Linked DNA regions of Mus musculus: regions 1, 3, 4 and 5 are each linked to region 2. A link is a contact called in public HiChIP or PLAC-seq, Micro-C and promoter capture Hi-C data. All regions are on one chromosome and are shown on one strand. The core of a region is the stretch at or near the end of the contact, and the rest is flanking DNA. Distances in the headings are between cores, read along the strand shown.

The links. Promoter capture Hi-C pulls out the DNA fragments that hold promoters and counts their contacts. A called contact is a pair of places that touch in the nucleus more often than the background predicts. HiChIP or PLAC-seq counts read pairs in DNA pulled down with a chosen protein or histone mark.
Region 1: a contact with region 2 is called in a promoter capture Hi-C map of pre-B cells, with 2.8 times the contacts expected there. The contact joins the promoter of Fyco1 here to the promoter of Tmem42 in region 2. A contact is called at or near these places in 4 of 39 promoter capture datasets (cranial neural crest, erythroid cells, hippocampal neurons and 1 more) and 1 of 9 other capture datasets (adipose tissue).
Region 3: a promoter capture Hi-C map of erythroid cells shows a contact between it and region 2, with 9 times the contacts expected there. The contact joins the promoter of Slc6a20a here to the promoter of Tmem42 in region 2.
Region 4: an HNF4G HiChIP or PLAC-seq map of pancreatic cancer cells shows a contact between it and region 2. The contact joins the promoter of Ano10 here to the promoter of Tmem42 in region 2. A contact is called at or near these places in 1 of 39 promoter capture datasets (liver), 1 of 115 datasets of contacts at active chromatin or transcription factors (pancreatic cancer cells) and 1 of 9 other capture datasets (pancreatic islet).
Region 5: a Micro-C map of embryonic stem cells shows a contact between it and region 2, with 9 times the contacts expected there. The contact joins the promoter of Lztfl1 here to the promoter of Tmem42 in region 2. A contact is called at or near these places in 1 of 39 promoter capture datasets (liver) and 1 of 484 Hi-C or Micro-C datasets (embryonic stem cells).

What each region holds. Positions count from the first base shown.
Region 1 is chr9:123,850,568-123,853,267 of GRCm38.p6, reverse strand. It overlaps Fyco1 (FYVE and coiled-coil domain containing 1), which reads left to right and starts at 1,369. Exons shown (of 18, transcript NM_001110253.2): 1 at 1,369-1,487. Xcr1 (chemokine (C motif) receptor 1) reads left to right here. Exons shown (of 2, transcript NM_011798.4): 2 at 1-953. It overlaps Gm51700 (a long non-coding RNA gene), which reads right to left. Exons shown (of 2, transcript XR_003948283.1): 1 at 2,267-2,700; 2 at 1,305-2,037.
Region 2 is chr9:123,019,886-123,022,585 of GRCm38.p6, reverse strand. It overlaps Tmem42 (transmembrane protein 42), which reads right to left and starts at 1,260. Exons shown (of 3, transcript NM_025339.4): 1 at 1,016-1,260; 2 at 274-420. The coding sequence starts at 1,207.
Region 3 is chr9:123,677,442-123,680,141 of GRCm38.p6, reverse strand. It overlaps Slc6a20a (solute carrier family 6 (neurotransmitter transporter), member 20A), which reads left to right and starts at 1,310. Exons shown (of 11, transcript NM_139142.2): 1 at 1,310-1,456. The coding sequence starts at 1,336.
Region 4 is chr9:122,293,073-122,295,772 of GRCm38.p6, reverse strand. It overlaps Ano10 (anoctamin 10), which reads left to right and starts at 1,350. Exons shown (of 13, transcript NM_133979.3): 1 at 1,350-1,469.
Region 5 is chr9:123,716,340-123,719,039 of GRCm38.p6, reverse strand. Lztfl1 (leucine zipper transcription factor-like 1) reads left to right here and starts at 1,415. Exons shown (of 10, transcript NM_033322.3): 1 at 1,415-1,514. The coding sequence starts at 1,512.

The DNA.
Region 1 (2,700 bases), core at 120-2,619, 830 kb before region 2:
TCCCAATAAAAGCTGTGACTGATGAGGTAACTCAGAGAGAAGGGGTGTGGCGAGCATTGTCACCTGTAGGGACTTTTGTGAAGACTCAGAAGCAGCCACTGTCTTGACCTTAGTTCCTTTTTGCTGTCTCACTGGTGTCCCGGGAGCCATCTTAGATCTGACACCATGTACAGCAGATCAGGACTCTGTGGCACAGTGCTCTCCACCCCACATATTCCTTCACAAGGTTGTCTTCCACATGCCTCACACTCTCAATCTTAACATCCCAAAGCTGTTCAGGCTGTAGTCAGAGCAAGTTTTTCTTAGTTCACTCTATTGATAAATCTTTATTTCTGATGTCATTTCCTCCCACTTCTTCCCTTTTTTTTGTTTTCCTTTGTTAACAGAAAGGGGAATCATTTCTCTTCGTGAGGTTTTTTTTATCCTCATCCACAAACTGACAACTCCATCAAGTTAATATGTTGTCTCATATACCTCCAGTATAAAATATGAAATTAACTTAAAAGATTTCTTTTCCTTCCTGTATGAATTTATCCTGAGAACCTGGAATGCTGAAGTCTGGCAGATGCCACTATTAGCTAAGTCCTGTAAGGTACACAAGCATTTCTAGCTAACATGATGAAAATAAGGCAGTGTGAGGAGCCAGCCAGAGCTAAGAAGCGAACCTAATCATGGGCTGACATTCCTATGTACTGTCCCCTGTCTTTAGCATGTTCATCCATACTGGACTTGGAATGCAGTGTTCTATTGCACCAGGCTTCAGGGTGCTTTGCAACTCAGCAACAAGCAAACACGGGACTGAGGAAGCTAAGCATGGTAGTTCTTTAGCACATATTTTCAAACACTGTTTTTTAAGTGTCTGTTAATGAGGGGGAAACAAAAACTGAGAACTTAGGTCCAGCAGTACATACTAAGTTCATTTTTTTTTAGCTTCATAAATAAAACGTAATAGTACAAAAATACTAATGAGATTATTCTCAGATTGTTTGGGGGGTTTCGGAATCGGGCACATTATTTTATATTTACAGCTCATGCACAGTTCAAAGCCAATCGGTCACAATGCATGAGCTTAACAACAGTAAACAGCACTCGTTCAGGATTCTACACACGACTTCCGGGTATCCGAAGCTTGTTCGAGTTTCAGGAAGTGACGTCTGCCGTGAGACATGCCGGGAGTCGTAGTTAGCGTCCACCGTCCAGTTGCACCCGATGGGAGTTGTAGGCCATCCGTGAAGCATGCCGGGAGTTGTAGGCCATCCGTGAAGCATGCCGGGAGTTGTAGGCCATCCGTGAAGCATGCCGGGAGTTGTAGGCCATCCGTGAAGCATGCCGGGAGTTGTAGGCCATCCGTGAGGCATGCCGGGAGTTGTAGTCCGCGCGCGCTCTGGGGCTACTGGGCGCTTCATGGCAGTCGGCTCTGTGCTCGCCTACTCTTCCGCTCGGCCCTAGAAAGTTTCGTTTCTGCCCAGCGGAGGACCCACGAGCGTGTAAGTGCCGCAGGCGCCCGGACAGGCATCGGGGACACTGGGGCCTTTCTGGACGTCGGCGCGGAAGCTTCGTGGGGGCGTGGGTCGTCCCCTCCCACACAGGGCGCCTCGGGAGAACCCTCTCTCCAGAGAGGTTAGCTCCAATACGCAGGCTGTCTGCGGGGTCGTAGAAAGACCCTCAACACTGTTCCAAGATCGGAGCCGGCAGAAGGGGGCCGCCCTGTGAGGCGGAGCTTCGGCAGCTCTCCCCGAACCCCTGGCACAGCAGCCAAACCCCGAAGTTCTCGCGGGCACTGGGACTTGATCCCCAGAAAGCCAAACCCTCCTCTCTGCAGGACTCCTGACGCCCCTTCGGTCCAGGAGACACAGTTTGTTCCTTTTGTATCTTCGCTGACCTGACCCGCTGCCCTTATGCTCAGATAGTTCAAGGGGGCTCTGCGGTCAAGTTTCTGGAAACACCTGTAGGACGACTGAATGTATCTGGTGTGGTAGCTTGTCCTGTTGGCACCCAGGCTTGGGCTGCGGATGGGGGGCAGGGCGGAGCGACATCCTATTTGCATAAAAGAAGAGAACATGTAGTTGACACTTAAGCCAAGTCAAGTAGCTTCCTATTAATGCTATGATTCTCTGTGTCACTCTGCAAAGTTCCCACGGCTGGGCTGTCTCCTGCAGAAAAAACAGCACTTGTTTCTTTCTGTCCCTATGATTGTTTGACTTAACACAGGTGGTTTCCTTTCCAGACAGAAATGGGGCAGAGGCTCAGGACTTAATCTACTTACAGCCTCTCTCAGCAATGGTGGTCTGAAGCAGGTTAATTCCTCTGCCATCTGCTTGCTGCTGTTGCTGGGTTGGGGGAAGGGAGCTGTGGGTTTCTACTTTTAGTTTTGCAACCTCCTGGCTGCCCCGACACTCTCGGTCTATGACAACCAGTTCTGCTGTGTTGAAATGCAGAATACTGATTATGGGCCAGGATTGTTATCCTGGAAATCAGCCCAGGGCTGACTGTCAGCCTCCTTTACCTAAAAGGATCTGAAAAAAACAAAAACAAAAACAAAAAAAACTATAGCTTTAGGAGACAGAATTTATCTGTTTGTTTAATGTTCATATTTGTGTATCACTTCTTGAAAATTGTTTATTTTATTAAGAAAATAGATAACGTATACAGAGTCCTGCAGTACCGTGTGTGTGTGTGTGTGTGTGTGTGTGTGTGTGT
Region 2 (2,700 bases), core at 11-2,510:
AGTTAAGCTGTCTTCCAATTCAAGACTGGGTTCCCTTGACCAGACCCCCTAGACCCCATAGCTAATGTTAGAGTTCTTGATTGAGATAGCTGGTGTTATCCCAGAGTGACATAGGTTTCACTCCTAAGTTTTCCATGTTTAACTGTTCCTTGCCTGGAGACAGCCCAACTTTTGTTTTACTCCCTGTCCTTTCTAGAGCCTGGAAAATCAGGGGTTTCCCAAGGACAACTAACTCACCAAGAACCCTAAGAACAAGGTCACCAGGCTACTCACCGAGCAAAGTATGTTCGAGAAAGTCACTGTGACAGATGCAATGGCTGAAGACATAGAGAAACTGAGGCCCCGGCTAAAGAAGGTCCACATCAGAGAATTGGCGCTTGCCATGGCAACGATGCCTAAGACACATAAGCCAATATTGACCTGCAGGAGAAAGTGTCACTGAGCTACAACCACCATGGGCATAACCTTGAAAGACTGGGAGATGTTTACACGTCTCATACAAAGCATATGCGGACCCTGACTGATAGGCAGAGGAATTTGCCTGCAGACAGGGGGCAGGGTTATCTTCCACGAAGACCTCAAATTTCTTGTAGCTGAGTAGCCTTCTGGAAAGATATGACTTTACAAAAGGACTGTAAGTCGCCAGAAATCTATATCAAGCAGTCCCCTGTTCAGGTCAGGATCGAATTCTCTGATGCAGAAGCTCCGCAGGCGCTCAGTCCGAACTCTTGCCAAGGACAGGAAGAGATGGGCAACCGGTTATCTCACCTTAGGTGTCACGTGCTAAAAAAGCTATGGCAAGGGGACTTAAACTGAGAGGTGGGCTTCGAGGTCCTCCCCCAGGAGGCAGTGCCTAAAACCAGGTGGTCCAACATGGGCGCAGGCGGGAACCCAGGTTAAGCCGCCCTCCTCCCCGCCCCGCCCCGCCCTCCCCCGCCCCGCCCTCCCCCCGCCCCGCCCTCCCCCCGCCCCGCCCTCCCCCCGCCCCGCCCCCGCGTGGCGCCCCGGGCTGCACCTGGCTCCCGAAGGCCAGCTTGGCGGCGGCGGCGGCCAGAGCCCCGAACGCCCCGGCGCACAGACAGTTGAACACGCCCCAGAAGCGGCGCCGCATCGCGCCTTTCTGTAGGCGAGCGGGTAACTCCACGGGTGAGTCAGGGTAAGCGGCCGCAGACACGGCGGCACCCGAGGACTGCGGACCGGCCGCCATGAGGCCCGCTGCGCCCGCCACGGCCGACTGCCACGCACGCCGCCACCCGCCGTGAGCCCGGCTAGGGCGGAGCCAGGCGAGTGAGGCGAATCTGCTGCAGTGGAGTCCGGAGCCGAGCCGAGCCGAGCCTACAAATGAAAGGAATCTGGAGCCCATACCCTGCAGCGTGTGCAAACCCGCGACTAAGGAGAGCCTGCGGCTCCGGCGAACCTGGGGGATGGGAATCCGGTAGCGAGGACCGTGCGCCACTGAAGGAAGCGTGCTACCGAGAGGTACCTACTGTGAGAGAGGAATCTGCTGACGTGAACTTGGGGAGGAGGGGAGTTTATCTCCGAGGAGAACCTGCGGCGGAAGTAACCTTGTTTCTGAAAGAGCCCTGCAGTCAAGGGGAACCTGCTTCTGAGAAGACGGGGAGGTCTGCCACTTTACATGGATGCGCACCTAACATGCTAATCCTGAAGCCAAGCTGCACCTTCAAAGCACCTCTGCTCCCTCGTGGACGCAGGAGATGATGGATCTGGAGACCGGCCGCTTGAGACAGAACGTTGTTTGGGAAAACGTTTGTTCTGCCTGGACCATCAGAAGCACAGTCACTTCTAAGTTCGTGTAAAGTAATTGAGAACGACAAAAAAATTGAAAAAACAACCAAAAAAAAAAAAAACCCAAACAAACCGTAAAATGTCATCTACTGTCGGTAATTCCAGATGCTTAGGATGCTGAGGCAGTTAATGGTCATCCTGAGCAACTTAGGGAGACATTGTCTCACTTGAGAGGGCTGGCAGCCAGGCATGGTGGCACACACCCGTAATCCTAGCACTTCTGAAGCTGAGGTAGAATTACTGAGTTTGAGGCCAGCCTGACCAACAGAGAGGTACTAAGCAAGCCAAGGACTTTTTGAGACTCTCAAAAAGTTTTTGTTTTTGTAATAAAGGAGAGTTGGGGTTATAGCTCAGTGCTTCCATAATACATGAAAAATCCTGAATTCAGTCAATGGCAGTGTGTATGGATATATGTTAGGGATACATTTCCTTAAAGGAGAGCTGTAGAAGTGTATAACGTGAGCTAAGTGTGGTGGTTGGTACACATGAGGAAGCAGAGGCAAGTGGATCTCTGTGAGTCCGAGAACAGCCTGCTCTAAATAGCTCTACATAGCCAGGGCTACACAGCAAAACTTGTTTTGTTGATATATAAAATACAAATAATATTTAATGTATGGGGCTTGGAAGAAACACTTTATTCCCTGTTAAAGAGCTTTTTCATGGACATTCTTACATGCTACCTTGCTTCTCATGCGGGTGGTTTTGTGGATGAAATAAAAGGATGGATTACTGGGGTTTGGAGAGATTGCTTAGCAGTTAGGCAGCTTGCAACCTTCCCACAAGTGCCTCCCAACCTCATACCTCCAGGGGTTCCACTATTTTCTGGCCTCCAAAGGCACCTATCCTCATGTACATATATATACACCTGAACACAGATACACATTAATACATAAA
Region 3 (2,700 bases), core at 61-2,560, 660 kb before region 2:
GCAAGATGGTAAGACCACTTGCTCTGACCTCTGACCTCCACTCATGCCATGGCACCTGGTCCCAATAAATGCTTGTTTTTGTTTTGCTTTGTTAAAACAAAAAACAGTCTGTGGAATGACAGTAAAGATGCAGAGCAGCTGGGATTAATGAGAATGTGAACTGATATTTTTTGATGCCGCACATAGTCCCAAAGTTCCTAATAGTCCATCTACCTGCCATATTAGAATGTTCACTTTGGTTCTATTCATAGTAGCCACAAACTGGACAACACAAATGTCCACCAACAAGACTGGAACTAGACATAGGAGGATGCAGGAAATATATATATTTAGTATATATATATATACTAAAGCTTAAGAATCTAGAGTTTCTTCCACTGTGTTGTGACTTTGCTTTCTTTACTGTTTTAAGGTTAAAAGTCCTAGGATAGGTTGGGGCAGATTTTTTTTCTATTACAGATGAAACAAGGTCAAAGATGTTAAATGGCTTGCCAAGTCACAGAATTTAGTCTGTGGTGGAATATAGACGCAAACAACAGATCCTGCATCACTGTACCAAACTTTACTGAGTTAGGTTCATTTATATCTTCTTGTTGGACTGGCAAAAACATGAGAATTCTTGGGTTTCCACCTGGCCCAGGGAAGAGAATCTCTGACTCCCATTGGCCTCAAGGCAGCTGTTCAAAACCTGATTCTGCCCACACTACAGGTGCAGGCAAGGGCCGGTAGTTGGAGACCCTTAAGTCTCCCATGTGTGCTAGGATCAAACTCAGGGTCTCAGAAGTGCTAGGAGAGTGATCTGCCTCTGAATCTCCACACCCACCCTCTCTGTGCAAAAGTCATCTCTCCTCTGGGAAGTCCTGGATCCCTGTCTGTCTCTAGGACTTGTCTCTCTCTCTGCTTTACCTAAATTGCCCCTGCATCACCGACTTAGGTGAACTGGGTGGTATTAATTAAAGGAAATTACCCCAGTGGGTCAAAAGAAGTTAAGAACGAGTCACTCCGTGGTATTTAAATGTTCCCGCCACCTGAATGTGAGCCCTGGAGGGGTGGGGTTGCTGTGTCTTCCCGCAGCACAGCAGTGCCAGGCATATAGTATTGTCATCGATTAATCAGTAAGAAGTTGAGGAAACATGATCCTTTCCCCGAGCTCTGAAGTCCACACGCAGGGCCAAGGAGGGGCGCCTTCCCCGCCCGCCGAGGCTAGGGTGGGGCTCACCGTTCCCCACTCACCGGCCTCGCCCCGCGCGCGCGTTAATGAGATTAGCAATTAAAAGGCGGGCGAGCGGCGGCGGCCAGAGACCAGGCCCTGACGGGGAGCAGCGAGCTCGGGACATGGAGAAGGCACGGCCTCAGTGGGGCCATCCGCTGCAGTTCGTGTTCGCCTGCATCTCCTACGCCGTGGGTTTGGGCAACGTGTGGCGCTTCCCTTACCTGTGCCAGATGTACGGCGGAGGTGAGTGCGCACAGGCGGGACCGCCGGGTGCCTGGACGCCGAGCGGCGGTGGCATTCCGGCCCGCGAGCCTCCGCTCGGGGTGGCGTTCTGTCCCGAACACCCCAGCTCGGCCAAGTGTTCGGTCCCACGCGCTTCAAGTTCAAGGGCGGGTGGCCCCTGTAACCGAGAACGCCGCGGCGCGGGGACTGTCGCCCTAAGAAATTGACCCTCGCGGTCCCGAGTCCGAACTGTGGCTCCAGCAGGTGCAGGGCGGCGCCGGCGGGGAACCTGCTGTCCCGGGAGGAAAGGTGCGGTGCCGTCTACAGAGGTGTGAAAGAGGACACTAAATTGTTTATCAGGAACTTGTCGTGCAACTTGCAGTTCCGAAATTTAAGTTCCCGACCGCAAGTTGAAACACCAGTCAAACGGATCGTGAGCGATTTCTTTTACTTTTTCTTAATAAAAAGGATCGGTTTGTAGATGTGAAGACTTAGTTTGGGCTTGGAATCACAGGAGGGAAAAACAAATAATTCCGTGCCCGGAGAATTAGTTTCTTGGTTCTGCTGTTTTGTTTTTATAAATGTTTCCTCTGACCTAGGGGAGAAACTGGGGGTTAAGGGTGGGACAGACACCTCACCCTGCACCCGCTAAAGCAGGGAAAAGAGCTGAGAACTCTGGGACTGGGACTTTCCGAAGTCCAAGTACCGTTCTGGGGTCAGTATGGCATGAAGGAAGTAAGTCTCAGCATAAAAACCTCCCTCTTCAATTCCATTTTCTAAAACCTCATCTAAAGGAAAACGCAGCATATGAACAGAGACAGAAAATAGCATGGCTACCGCCTTTAATAAGATCAAAATGTGAGAAACTTGCTAAGCCATTCAGAAAAAAAAAAAATATTGGTTCAGTAAGTTGTGGAACATCCTTGGCAGCCATAAAGGTAAAGTTTTAATAGAATTTTATCTTAATAGTGTTATCATGTGATAAGTGGAGGCAGGTGAAGTCATATTCAAAACTGTAAAACATTTTTAAGCACTTGTGCTTAAAACCATTCAGAGAAAAGGAAAATGAAAAAAAAATTTCAAGTGTTATCAATAGTTTTCTGGGTGGCTCTTATTTACCTAACAGCATGTTTGTGTATACATGGGAGGAGAGATCTAATAGCATGTGTTTGTGTATGGGTGGAGAGAAAGCTAATCAGCACATTAGTTCTCGATATCAGGACAGTAAAAAATATTAATGTATTACAGAATTTAACTTGTTTAAG
Region 4 (2,700 bases), core at 101-2,600, 730 kb after region 2:
AAACAGCCAGGTTCCACCCTCTTAGGATGGTACCACCCATAGTGTGCTGGGCCCTCCCACATCATCAAGAGAATGCTCCTCCCTACCCCCCCTCCCCCCCAACACACAAGCTCAAAGGCCAGTCTGATGGAGGCTGTTCCTTAATGTGATTTCCTCTCAGGCAACTATTGGTGTGTCAGGTTCACAAAAACTAAGTGGCATGGCACCATGACTCAGGCTCACATCTTGTACTTTGCTTTGAGATGGAGATTCACTACATTGCTCAGGCTGGTCTCTAGTTCCTCAGTTCAAGTGATCTTCCAGCCTCAGTCTGCTGAGTATCTGAGACTACAAAAGTGTGGGCCACCAACACAGCTTAACTAAATTTTGTTAATTCAGCTGTGATAAGATTACTCCCAAGAGGGCTGGGATAATCTCTTCCCTAGGATGCACAAGGCCCTGGGTTTAATCTCCAGTATAAAGACTATCTGAGCAAAAAGGATTTAATAGATATTCCATTAAAATGATTGTTTTTCAAAAAATTTCAAACATTTCCAATCAGATACCAAAGAATGAAGTTATATGCAAGGATGAATGTAAGTTCAGGGGCTGAGAAAATTGGAACTCTCCAACTGAAACCCACAAGTCTCCTGAGTCGTCAATTGACTCTAATTGTTAAAGTTCTGAAAGATTTGCCTTGGTTTTCAGAGAGAAGAGAGCTTCAGAATTCTGCTGAAAACCAGCCAAGAATTGCTCCTTAAGGCAGAGAGGGGGCTAGGAGGACAACCTCCAAACCGGAACACCCCCAGGGGTTGGGGTGAAGGCCTTGTCCCCTGGAGGAAGGCAAAAACTGGAAGGGTGTGGAGGGTGGAGGCTAGACGGTAGAGGGTAGAGGTGGGCAGGTGTCTGGATTCTGGTCTAAGAGATTAAGAAAAGGAAAGCGTAAGGAGCCTTATCCTTTCCCTTCCATTCCCTACCCAGCAAAGCCAAGACCCAGCCCGCACCCATACCACCACGAGGACCGCTAGCGAGGCCCCACCCCTCCGGATGAGGCTCCCTTTCTGCCGTGAGTGACAGCAACCCAAGCCCCACCCCACTCGCCACAGCCCCGCCTTTAACATGTCTCTCTACAACGACAGCTGATGAGGCCACGCCCATGCAGCACCACCACATCCCACCAAAATGAGAACCTTCATGGCCCCGCCCCTTCCGTCGCGGCCCCACCCCTCTCCCGAGGGTCAGCCAGTGAAGCTTCACTCTGACACCTCCGCCCCCCTTCCTCGGGACTTACAACTGTTAAGGCACCGCCCCTTTCACGGTGATCCCGCCCCCCACGCCGAGTGACAGCCGGAAGGCCCCGCCCCTCCCGGTCGTTGACGCCTCCTGTCGGCCAAGGCGCCACGCCCCGGTCGTGTATCCAGTCCGCCTTAGCGCCGCGGGCCTGGTTCTCCCCGCTCCCGCGGTCCCCGAGGACGCCGCGTGGGCGGCCGGTGAGTGGGGAGGGGCGCAGTCCGTGTGGTGGGCCCGCTGGGGATGCTCCCCCCCCGCGACAGGGAAAGAGCCACGGAAGCACTGGTCAGGGCTGGAGATCCGCAAGGGTGTGAAAGCCGGCGGAGGCAGGGGGATGTCGGCCGGCTCTGGATTTGCGTCAGGCCTGGAGCAGGGCCGTCTCTGACTGACCATGGGATCCCGGGGTGTCGGGCTGCTCTGATTGACACTTCGGGGAAGGTGCCCGGTAGCCTTGATTGTGTCACACCTCGCGGTCTCTCTAGGGTTGTGAACAGATCCGGTCTGAGGTTTCTGACCGGGCCCATTGTGCGCTTTCCGTGATAGGTGTCGCATGACTCCAGTGAAGGGTGCAGAGCCCTGTCCCTACCCGAAACCCTGTTTGTTCTTTCCCATAGCTGAGGCGGTGCGTAGACGGTCTGACTGAAGTCTCTTCAAGTTTGTTCCCACTCCACAGTTGAATCGCAATCCCTTAAACCCTGATGTTGTAATCGAATCCCGGCAGTTTTAAAAGTTTCAGGTGCACTGTGAGTGGCCTGGTTTCCATTTAAAGTCACAGTAACCTTAGAGGACTAGATATTTCTAAGGACTCTTTCTGTCTTTAAACAATTTTAAATGCAACCGTGCATCCCTTAACCAGGGTAAACTGGGAGGGAGATGCTTGCTGTTTACCTGGCATGAACGTCCGAGGGCACTCACACAGACAAAGAGGCTGTGACTTTACTAGGCATATAGTTTTGTTTTCTGGGGTTTTTTTGTTTTGGTTTGCTTTGGTTTGGTTTTTGGTTTTTAAAAATTTTTGTCTGTGCGTTCGTGTTATTGTGAGTGCAGGCAAACGGATACACACAGGCTTGTACAGGACAGAGGACACAGGTGTGGGCCCTTGCCTCCCACCGTGTTTGAGATAGGATGTCTTTGTGTCTTTTCATTTTTGCTGCTGTGCTGCCTGTTCCAGGCCATTCAGCCCTATGGCTTCTTAGGGTTTTACTGTCTCTGTCTCCCATATCACCTGGAGTTGGGATTACAGAAGCACTCTACTGCGTGCTGGAGTCCAAATTTAGGTCCTCTTGATGAGAAATGAGAGATGCAGAATATCAGACAGGCATAGACAAGGCCTGGTAAACTGTAACGAGTGTGCATTTGGATAGACTGTAGTGTGGTTGCGTGTGCGTGTGTGTATGAGTGTGTAAAGAGGAAAACTAGAAAGGTTGGAAC
Region 5 (2,700 bases), core at 166-2,665, 700 kb before region 2:
CCCATACCCACCCACCCCCACCCCTACCCACCCACTCCCCCTTTTTGGCCCTGGCGTTCCCCTGTACTGGGGCATATAAAGTTTGCAAGTCCAATGGGCCTCTCTTTGCAGTGATGGCCGACTAGGCCATCTTCTGCTACATATGCAGCTAGAGACAAGAGCTCCGGGGTACTGGTTAGTTCATATTGTTGTTCCACCTATAGGGTTGCAGTTCCCTTTAGTTCCTTGGGTGCTTTCTCTAGTTCCTCCATTGGGGGCCCTGTGGTCCATTCAATAGCTGACTGTGAGCATCCACTTCTGTGTTTGCTATGCCCGACCTAAAGCTGTACTACAGAGCAATTGTGATAAAAACTGCATGGTACTGGTATAGCGACAGACAAGTAGACCAATGGAACAGAATTGAAGACCCAGAGATGAACCCACACACCTATGGTCACTTGATCTTTGACAAGGGAGCTAAAACCATCCAGTGGAAAAAAGACAGCATTTTTCAACAAATGGTGCTGGCACAACTGGCTGTTATCATGTAGAAGATTGCGAATTGATCCATTCCTATCTCCTTGTACTAAGGTCAAATCTAAGTGGATCAAGGAACTTCACATAAAACCAGAGACAGTGAAACTTATAGAGGAGAAAGTAGGGAAAAGCCTCGAAGATATGGGTACAGGGGAAAAATTCCTGAATAGAACAGCAGTGGCTTGCGCTGTAAGATCGAGAATCAATAAATAGGACCTCATAAAATTGCAAAGCTTCTGCAAGGCAAAAGACACCGTCAATAAGACAAAAAGATCACCAACAGATTTGGAAAGGATCTTTACCTATCCCAAAACTTGAAGATTCTAATGACTCAAGTTAGACTTCATAAGTGAAAACTTCCGCCAGGGAGATCAGGACGTTATTCCACAACCTTCTCCTGGCGAATCTAGTGTTTGTCTCTCTAATTCACTACTCTATATAAACCTATGTTTTTGCACATTTTTTTTCCAAAAAGGTAAAGTTATTCTCTTCTGCCAGCGTTATAAAACAATGCAGATGGAGGAAGGGCGTGCACCAGGGCCAGCATGAGCTTGATAGCCGGATGCAGTCACGCTGAAGCCCTGTTCACTCAGCCTGTTCTTCTCAGAGGTCTGGAACCACCAGCTCTGGATCCCGGTGCCAAAGCCCAACTTCTGTCCTGATTGTAGGCAAACACGCTGGCACCTAAGGCGCTGCTCAGCTCCCCCCCCCCACCCCCGACCGGAAATTTCTCTGTTGCCATTGGCAACGGCAGGCACCGCCCCAGGTTAGCGTGGCAAGAAAAGGTGGGACTTCCGGATCTCAAAGCCAATGTACCCGCGGAAATTAGCCAGTTACGCAACATCATCCGTCACGTGACACTGAGAGCCAATGATAGCGTGCAAGCGAGGGCCCACGTGTCTCCGTTCCCATTGGCAACGCGCGGCTTCTAAACAACCTCCGTTCCTCAGGCCCCGGTGCCGGCCTCCCTGTTTCCTGTCGGATCCGCCGCCACCATGGTGAGTGTCCTGGTCGGGAGAGGCCCAGCCGGGGTGCGGAGGGCGAGCGAGCGAGCGAGCGAGCGGGGCCTCGCCGGGGAGGGAGTCACGTCGGCCGAGCCGCGGGGACAGCTTCTTGCTGAAGCCTTCCTCCGGCCTTGTCGCCTCGTCCTTGGCTGTGGTCTGGGAAGCCCTGGCCGACACAGCCGCACACATTTGCCAGGGTGAAGAATGACGGGCTGGTTCCAACTTTCTGTGTGAACTTGGTTGAATCTAATTTTCTGAAGCACCTGATTTTACAACTGACTAATTATCGGTGCTGTTTTCTTTGTTTGGACGTCTGACGACCATTTGGGTATTAGAGTTCGGGCTTACTTTGAGACAGATAAAACTGAAGCGAAAACGCCAGTCCATCCAACCTTTCATCGTACAATTAATTTAAATAGCTGGGCATAGAGAAGTTATTGAAAGTGAAGCTCAAGTGGGTTGCTGACATATCCCAGCAATCAATTCCTAGTAAGTGTCACTTTGTATACATCTAAACAAAACAGACCATTTCTTAAACCATCCTGAGCTAGGAACTGGTCCTGCTTCTGATGTCAAAAACGAAAAAAAAAAAAAAATTACGCTAGTGGCTTCACAAAAAAGTTAGTACTTGTTTGTGTTCTTACTCTTTTATGTCATTGTGATAACACTTGGAAACCGGGTGTAGATGATTTGTCAAACAATGCACATAAAATAAACACTTTAAGCAATAAGCTCACTCTTTTTTAAAAAAAATTATCCTTTAAAGATTTTATACATTCATACAATGTATTTTAAATCCCCTAGCATCTTCCAGAATTATTGTTTACTTCCTGTCCTGTTTTTTTTAAGCCTACCTAGTCCAATTTATGCTGCACATATACTCATGTGTGTGGGACCATCACCTTCCTTGGGCCACACTCTTAAAAGAAACTGTCTCTCTGCCCTTCATAAATCTTCAGCCGTCAGTAACTGCTCAGCTAGAAGTGCGATCTCATAAACCCCTCCCCGTCTCTGTGCTGGATTGTTGATTGGCACCTTTGTGCAGGTGACCACAGTTGTGAGTTTCTAGGCCAGCAGTTCTGTCATGTCTAGAAGACAGTTTTTGTTGTTGCTGTTTCAAGACAGGGTTTCTCTGTTTAGTCCTGTCTATATTGGAATCCTCTCTGTAGTCCAGCCTGAC